2 separate regions of the Columba livia genome follow, and region 1 is linked to region 2. Evidence: chromatin contacts called from public Hi-C data. All regions are on one chromosome and are shown on one strand. The core of a region is the stretch at or near the end of the contact, and the rest is flanking DNA. Distances in the headings are between cores, read along the strand shown.

Region 1 (4,100 bases), core at 657-3,156, 89 kb after region 2:
AATGCAAGTCAGGAGTCTGAACTGAAGCTGTTTCCTACCTGTTCTACTTAAGGCAAGTAACTCTGTTCTGGATCTCAAGATAAACATTCGCTGCTCTTAATGTGTTTTAATTTCCTGTGAAACGAGGAAAGTAGAATGTGTTGTTATTAAACACTCCAGTAATGAAATTCTTAAAATCAGAACAAAATATGTCGTGCTGAAATATTTATACCATTAAGCATTGTCAGGAACAACCAGCCTTGTCTGTCTGGGGGTTTTTTAAGAGTTCTAAACTTTGGATTTTTAAAGCTTAGAACACAGCACAAATTGTATTGCCAAGATTTGCCCAGAATACTCTGATTTTATTTAGTGCTCTGTTCTTAAATATTCATACTGCATAGCATCACTCTTTTTACTTTTCTTGCTTTGACATATTTTTAACTGATGTAAATCAGCTGGGAAGAGAAGTCTTAATACGGACGATGCATTTCCCGCCCAAGGTAACTGATTTATTTTGTTCCCTGCAGTATGTGCGTGGTTCTGACCCTGTACTAAAGCTGCTGGATGACAATGGGAACATTGCAGAAGAACTGAGCATCCTCAAGTGGAATACAGATAGCGTGGAAGAATTTTTAAGTGAAAAGTTAGAACGTCTATAAATCATTGCTTTCAGTCCTTTTTCCTTTTCCTGTTTTGTCATGGTGATCTCCTCACATGTGGTGTGCTGCAATTTAAAAAAATCATTCCAGCTTCTATATTAATTTAAAAATATCTGTTGTGCTGTACTGGACATCTTGTCATTAGAGGAGGAAGCTTCAGCATGCATATCTGACCAGTTGACAAACAGAATGGCTCATCTTAATATATTTCAGCTCTTAATGCGTTTATCACTAACAAAATGCTTTATTTCAAAGTTAATTATGTAAATATCACTTTGTTATAATTGGACCTGTTTTTACAAATGCTCTTAAAACTGAAGAGCTTCAAATAATAAGTGAAATGCTGACCGTGCTTTTGTCTGCTGCTGTTTATAAGAAAGTCAGAAGCAAAAGCAATGTACTCTCTCTCCCAGAGAAACTTGACCGCTAATGGCCTCTTCTCTTTTGTATTTGAACTGTCCTTTTTGTAGAAGCATTGTTTACAGTGAGTATCTAGTTCACAGGTTTTGAAGCTGAAGGAGGAACTCTCATGCTCTGGTACAGTGAAACATTTAGTAAGTACACTTTAGTGAAGACTACATAGAAAACCACCGAGGTGTATGGCAGTCAGATGTCAAGTGTGCTTTACATTAAGTGTTTTGCTTCAGAAAACATGAGATACAAGTCTTGAAAAACCTTTCCTTCTGACTTTCACAAGTTTATTGGAACTCTGTTTATCAAATCAATTTATAAACTGTTCTTTTAAAGCGTATATTTTTCTTTGTCGGCTGAGATGTATGTGAACAGGGAATATAGATGGTATGTATGGTCATGAGTCAAAACCATTATGACTTGTCAGGTTTTTTTCCACTTAGAGTGAATAAATATGGTAAAAGCAAGAATAACGTGGTGTTGGTTTTTTTTTCTGAAGTCTAATTAGCAAATGAGTGTTCCATTTAACTACTTAATGCACAACAGATTTTGGTTGGATGGGTGTTATGCTATGGCCTGAATGGGTACTCAGTTTTTCTCTCCATATATATATATAGCTTTAAATCTCAAGAAAATTCTCTACAACTCACAGATTTTATTCCCAGCTTTTGAGGAAAAAAAAAAAATCATCAGCTTCATAGCAGAACAATAAACTTGGGACTCATACTACACTAAATTATCAGAAGTAATATACTAAAGTGATTCTTTAGGCATAGGCTCCTGAGTTTTTATTCCTGAAATACCCTTATAACCTCTGAGAAGGTGCATACAGCTTGGTCTCATGTCGTGATCCCCACTGATGTCTCTCTCGCTCTTATTCTCTGCTTTTCAGTCCTGTCCCTGTCAAACCTGCTGCTGGTCTCCCACGTGACTGGCTGTGGGACAACTACAATAGTGGCCACCACTGGCTTAGAGAAACATGAACTCTACACAAGAAGCACAAGTCATTGCAGCCTGTGCCTGTGCCAGCTTATCGGAGTCAAACGTGGATTTGTTCTTGCGACATGTGATGTATTAGTCAGCAGATGAGCTACAACCAAAACATGTGGTGTGACAACCCAGTATTTCAGTAGTAAAAATGTGCTGCCATCCACTGGTCTTTTAATATACTGACTATATCCCATACTTCTCATTCCCGTGTTTGCCAACAAGCGATTTCAGTTTCTGTGGTGATGATTTATCTGTTTTAACAGAACATTTTAACCTTTTCCTTCTCCCCAGCCTTAGGTCCTCTTTACCACTCAAGGGAGAGATTGTTTGCTCCATTTGTTATTTACCAAATGTTTCTCACTGCTTCTCTCTCAGCATTTCCTTCATCCTCCTCCTTGACATGATGGACACTGGGTTTCTGACCTTCAGCCTCCCTTTTCTTTCATGTCTCCCAGCTGCCAGCCCATTACTTCACTGCACAAACTTCCTCTTCAAGGCCGGGTCCTTCATTCCCACTCTTGTCTTTCACTGAAGCAAGAAACTCCCTCTTGCACCAGGAGATAAGCATCCCGTAGCAGAGGAGGATGACAGGCCAAAGAATTTCTCCTCCAGCAAGGCTGGGTTTAATGACTGCAGTCCCAGCGTTCTTCATGCAGCCTCTGATCTTTCCCAGTACTGGTTCTCACTTTCATCCAGGAGACTGGAAATTACATTTTCTCTCACTTTTCCTCTTAGGTTCCCTATATGCCAATTCCTATTCCACATACTATTCTTGTCTTTTAATACAGATATTTATTCTGTTAGCTTAAAAGCATGCATGAGGTACATCCCTGTATTTCCCTATATAGAGGAACATGTTGAGAGTCTTCCACGATTCTGTTGCTGAGCTCTGAACCTGCTCAATGAGCCTCCAGCAAAAGCTTCATTACTTATACTTCTTGACCTGTTCTCCATGCTGTTCTTTAAGTACCAAATTCATACTGTCCCTGCTTTATTCTTTCTCATCCTATCCTTTAGATACTCGGGTTCTTGGTCATACAAACACATGATAGGAACATTTACCATTCTGGCAAAAATGAGCTGGGCTTTGTGCCTAAAGAGGCAGTTGGAGTGGGGAATAATTTCTTTTGGAAATTCTTGAGTTTCTATTTATCAGTGTGGGGCTTTTTTCCCTCCAGTCTGCAGCTGTGAAAATTCAAAGAGCTCAAAAGGTTATTTTGGCTTGTGGCACTACACAAAATACAAGGTTTAAAGCTTCCCTTTAAAAAGGAAGTGATTCATTTTTACTTATAGCCATGATGAGCACTCAGTACTTCATGAAAGGCATTCACTCAGATTTATGTAAGAATTATTTAGTCTTATATAATGCTCTTGTTGTGCCAAATCTTGAGAGCCTTACTGAAAGGAAGAATAAAAGCAGCCAGCATGCATGGCTGAGTTGAACCATGGAGCGTCCATCTACTCCTCAACTCAGCCTGCAGGAGAGAATACAAGTGCTTTAAAAAAATAATAATAGAGGGAGAAAAGCATTGTCCATTCCATTTCTTACAGATGGTACGTAGATGAATTTGAAATACAGCGTACAAGCTACTTGGAAGGATTTCCTGGGTACCTACTTAGTCATCGAATCCTGCAATCTAAACCAGAACATAATGATTTTAACAGGCAAAAATCTGTTTGAGAGCTGAAGGAAACCTTCCAGCAGACACTGCAATCATGGAAAGCAAGTGTTCAACTCAGTCTTTGTTTTATCGTTTCATCACATAGATAGAACAAGAACAGATTGCCAACTTCATGAAGGGTACACACAAAATATGTGTGTGCAGAAACCAGGGCTCCTGTTGAGAATGTAACTTTTTTGAACCTGAGCTTTCCCAAACAAATGTTCTGATGTTCCTCTCCAGCCAGGGAGATTAGACCCTCGTTCCCCCCCAAAACAAACACACACCACCTTTATTATCATTCTACTTTGTTAGCATGTAAGCTGGATTTTTAGAGCTGCATTCTACCCGTAAAGGCAAACAGGCTCAAATCTAAGTTGAGATAGTTTCAAGAGTGCAT
Region 2 (3,979 bases), core at 332-2,831:
AGAATTTGTGTCAACTAAAATAGACTTTTGTGCAAGCATAAAGATGCCTCTTTTTAGCTCATTAGAACTTGATCAGAAACTAAACAAAAGCAGAATACAACAATCAGAAGGGCAATTCAAGGAAAGCTATCACGAAAACATTAGCAAGACAACCATTTACGTTTTTGTCAGCCCATTGCATTTGTCCTTTGAAAGGAATGTGGAATTCCCTCAGCAACAGACAGAAATGCAAGTACATGGAATCATCTGATCTGTATTTAGTCCCTCAAATAAAAGCGTACTAGATTTGCAAACATGCTCTTAGACCTGTTTTACTGGGACATAAGAAACAAATCTGATGGTTGATTTGCTTCCCCATCTCAAAATGCAATGCATGAATAACCCACAAATTTTACGTATGTATACAGTGTAAATTCGATCTATAGTTTACCATTTTGAATAGTTCTCTTAGCCTAACAACTCAGTGAAACTTCCATGTTAAAGCATGAAGTAGCCCTTAAACAAGGGCTGATAAAGCAGTTATCAGCAAATTTCACAAAAACAGGAATAGCTTTACATTTCAAAGAACAAAATATGATACATGCCCTAAACCAGAAAGTATGATCAAATTAAGTAGGACATGCAAATCCTGATATAGCTTGGCTTTATTAGATGAACAGAATATTTTAACATCAAAGCATTTAACTGTGAAAGTTATTTCAAAACTAGTGAATTGGATAATAAAGAAAAGATGATAAATTTGTACTGCTTGAGCTGTCTGACAACGATATGCCATTTTGGAAGCTGAGAATTAGAAGATAGCATTCCTTGCACATCTACAATATCTTTACTGTTATACAGTGACATATAGATAACCAAGAAGATACTGAGGTGAGACAAGAGAGTCAAAAAACGGAAAGTTTGAGAGCTCAAGACAACACATTAACATTCTGTACAGTCTAACGGATTGAGAGTGCCCTGAATTAAGAGGCAAGACTGGCCTGCTGCTGTTCCTTCAAATGTGCCCAACTTGCATTCTGGGATTTAAGAGGTTGATAACTTTTACTTGTTTCTTCAAACACTTGCTCTTGGACTCTCAGGTAAAAGAAATGCATATTACTTCTTAACAAGAGGCAGCATTCATTTTTTCAGTGTACAAGTTTTACAGTCTGTGGCATTTCATGATTTCAACCATATATTGCACGTGAAAATTGTGGCAAATCTACATAAAAAGCACTGCACAATGCTATACAATGTTTCAAGCTTACTTGGCTTTCTGTCTGCTTTTGTCCACAGCACAAACTGATAATACATCTATGAGCCTTTGAATCCCATTGAACTTTTAGTGCTACTGAAACAAACCACACTTGCATTGACTGCAGCTTTCAAAGATTAACAACAGGACATTTTCAGTGGAAAGCCTCAGCAATGAATATTTCTTTGTCTGGGAAAGAAGTTTCCTAAATGCAAAGTATGTATTATCCTCCCTTCCCTCACACTCAAGCCCCAAAATGTCACAGACAGTTGATATAACTCCGCAGGTAAACCAGTTGTGCTGCCCATCGTGTGTAGTCCAGCATGTGTACTAAAGCTCACATTTCAGTTATGTTTCCATGACCAAGCCAACAGACTAAGACTAGACACAGGGGAATGTTAAGTGCCAAATCCCAAGGGTCAGTTCTGCCTTAGATCCCCATGCCACTGCACGGCATCAAATCCTAAATGTCCCAGTAATAGTTAAAAAAATCCTTCATTGTCTTTGTTTTACAATGTCATTGTCTGCTACAGAAATATTTTTTATGAACACAGGGTGGATGTTCTAGCCTCTTATTAACTTTAACACCAGGGGAGCTCAGAGAAGGCTAGGAAGGGTTAAAAAGACAGCTGTGACATTGACATCTGCCTTAAGACGGACCACCAATACACAGTGCCTCTGAGAACGGAAGATTTTAACACCTATAACTAGCCTTTAGAAAAGAGATTATTTCTACCTTCCCGCAGTTTGCAGCATTCAAAAAATCAGAACTGTTCCAGGTCACAGCCTAATGAGTCTGGATTCACACATTTGAGGGCAGAGATGAATATTGCTTGCTGCTTCATACTGTTAAATATGATCAGTTTTACCTTTCTTTCCAGGGCTTAGCAGATACTGGAGCTTTCAAGAGACTGAGCAAGCTTCTCCATCTGAACCCAACTGAATAAAATTTGAGGTTACTTTAAAAGTTCAGATAGACATATATGGAATCCCTGTGAAGTTGTTTCATGGTGCTTTTATATCATAAGGTACAAAGTTGCTTCACAGCCTTTAGTAAGTGAGAAATCAGCAGAGCTTCACTGAATTAAAAAGCTAGATCAAACGTACTCTGGGGGCGTAAGATGTCCTGAAAGGTAAGTTAAATACATTCAGTTTCTAGGACGATAAGAATTTAAAACAAGTGCCAGTGAGCCTAAAGAAAAAAAAACAAACAACAAAACCAAACCAAAAAACAACCAAACCAGCACACTTGGTCTGAGCAAAAAGCCCTGGGTAATCTGTGCATGCAAACCGAAGTGATGCTGTAAGCTGTCATCTCTGTCCATTAACTGCTTCCAACAGTCCCTCTTATCTGCAGCCTGAACACATACCCCCAAGAGATGGTATGGTGGTCATTACCCTGTGGCCTGGCATCACATGGACTTTTGGATATCAAAAAAAGACCCAGATTTTCACATCATTACATTCCAGTTTTGTTTGTCAATTCCTGAATAGCTGACTTAAAACCAAAAATAACTGGGGGGATGACTATCACAAGCCCAGCTTGGTAAGTACACATGAGGATTTTCCGTTTGAACTATAAAAAAAGGGCTCTCAAGTAGGACTGAAGACCAGCATAGTGTCCCTATCAAAGGAAATCTCAGACTCACATTTAAAGGCCAAGCATGATGGGATGACTGAATCAGAATCCCTCTGCAGGAAGGCACTGGCAGCTCAGCTATCCACATGTCATACAGACTAATAACTTACTGTTAGCTCTGAATCTGAGCGTCAGAACACTGGACACAGGTTAGCAGCACACCTTCAGCTGTATGCCATGAGAAACCACAAGGAAGCTCAAGGCAAGGGCAGCAATTTTGTGAGATGGTGAAAAGACAGAGTTCACCAGCTCGGCCACAGTAGAGCCAGGATACCCGCCTCGCATCAACATGTCTTTCTCAGAAGGAAAAATACCATTGGCACATGTACAGCAGTGGACACTAGTTCTCTTTAGGCCATTTAAATCCAAGAGAAAAATTCTTAAATATTCAGAAGCACACAGCAGTACTTCCACTTCTAAGAGAGTCGCTGCGACCTTTTCCTTGTTCCACTTCTGACAGCCATCGAAACCCTCACCAGAGGAAGTAAGTACTACAGTCAGCATGAGGGTGCTATCCTCTCAGAAGCCACTGGTTTAGAATACATTTGGGAGCAAGATCATGTATTTTCAGGCTGCTCTTTGGAGAAAAATGGAGAGGGAAACTGCAGGAGAAAAAAGAACAAGGAACAGAAAACAGCAAGCTGAGGGCTTGAAACACTGGGTAATTGTACCATGGCTTTTCTATGTTCACAACAACAGTACAGAGAACATGTTCTCATACCCTCTTTTCCAATAATATATCAAGAATACACACTGCAAGACAGAACAGTAGTTTTGTTTTAAATGTTTTAGATGACAATTTCACCATTTAAAAAAAAGCTGAAGTGTGTGGGGCTGGTATGCCACCCAACTAATCATAACATGGGCATAGTTATACAGACAAAAAGTATCAGTACTGAAAAACACAAGCAACAAATAAAATCCAACCAAACAACCACTCTGATTTAATGAAAGCAAGTGGTTTTGTTACAGACCACACAGGTCAGAAATACAACATGGGCAACATGGCATGGTTTATCACCTGTGAGACTTGACCAGACCTGGTCCCAAAGAGAACAGCCCTGACAGCACGGCACAGCCCGCACTGCTCCAGGAAATCACCTACG

What was found. A called contact is a pair of places that touch in the nucleus more often than the background predicts.
Region 1: a Hi-C map of crop shows a contact between it and region 2, with 4 times the contacts expected there. The contact joins two enhancer-like sites. A contact is called at or near these places in 2 of 2 Hi-C or Micro-C datasets (crop and liver).

The regions. Positions count from the first base shown.
Region 1 is chr8:26,463,620-26,467,719 of bColLiv1.pat.W.v2, forward strand. The region is part of intron 1 of HS2ST1 (heparan sulfate 2-O-sulfotransferase 1); the gene reads right to left. It overlaps SELENOF (selenoprotein F), which reads left to right. Exons shown (of 5, transcript XM_065071249.1): 5 at 507-1,516. The coding sequence ends at 638. Among named protein-coding and RNA genes, the nearest start is that of HS2ST1, 13 kb to the right of the region's middle. Within about 2 kb of position 1,907, at least 1 of the 3 cell types and tissues checked has an H3K27ac peak away from gene starts, as active enhancers do.
Region 2 is chr8:26,374,665-26,378,643 of bColLiv1.pat.W.v2, forward strand. All of the region lies in intron 2 of HS2ST1 (heparan sulfate 2-O-sulfotransferase 1), which reads right to left. Among named protein-coding and RNA genes, the nearest start is that of SELENOF, 63 kb to the right of the region's middle. Within about 2 kb of position 1,582, at least 1 of the 3 cell types and tissues checked has an H3K27ac peak away from gene starts, as active enhancers do.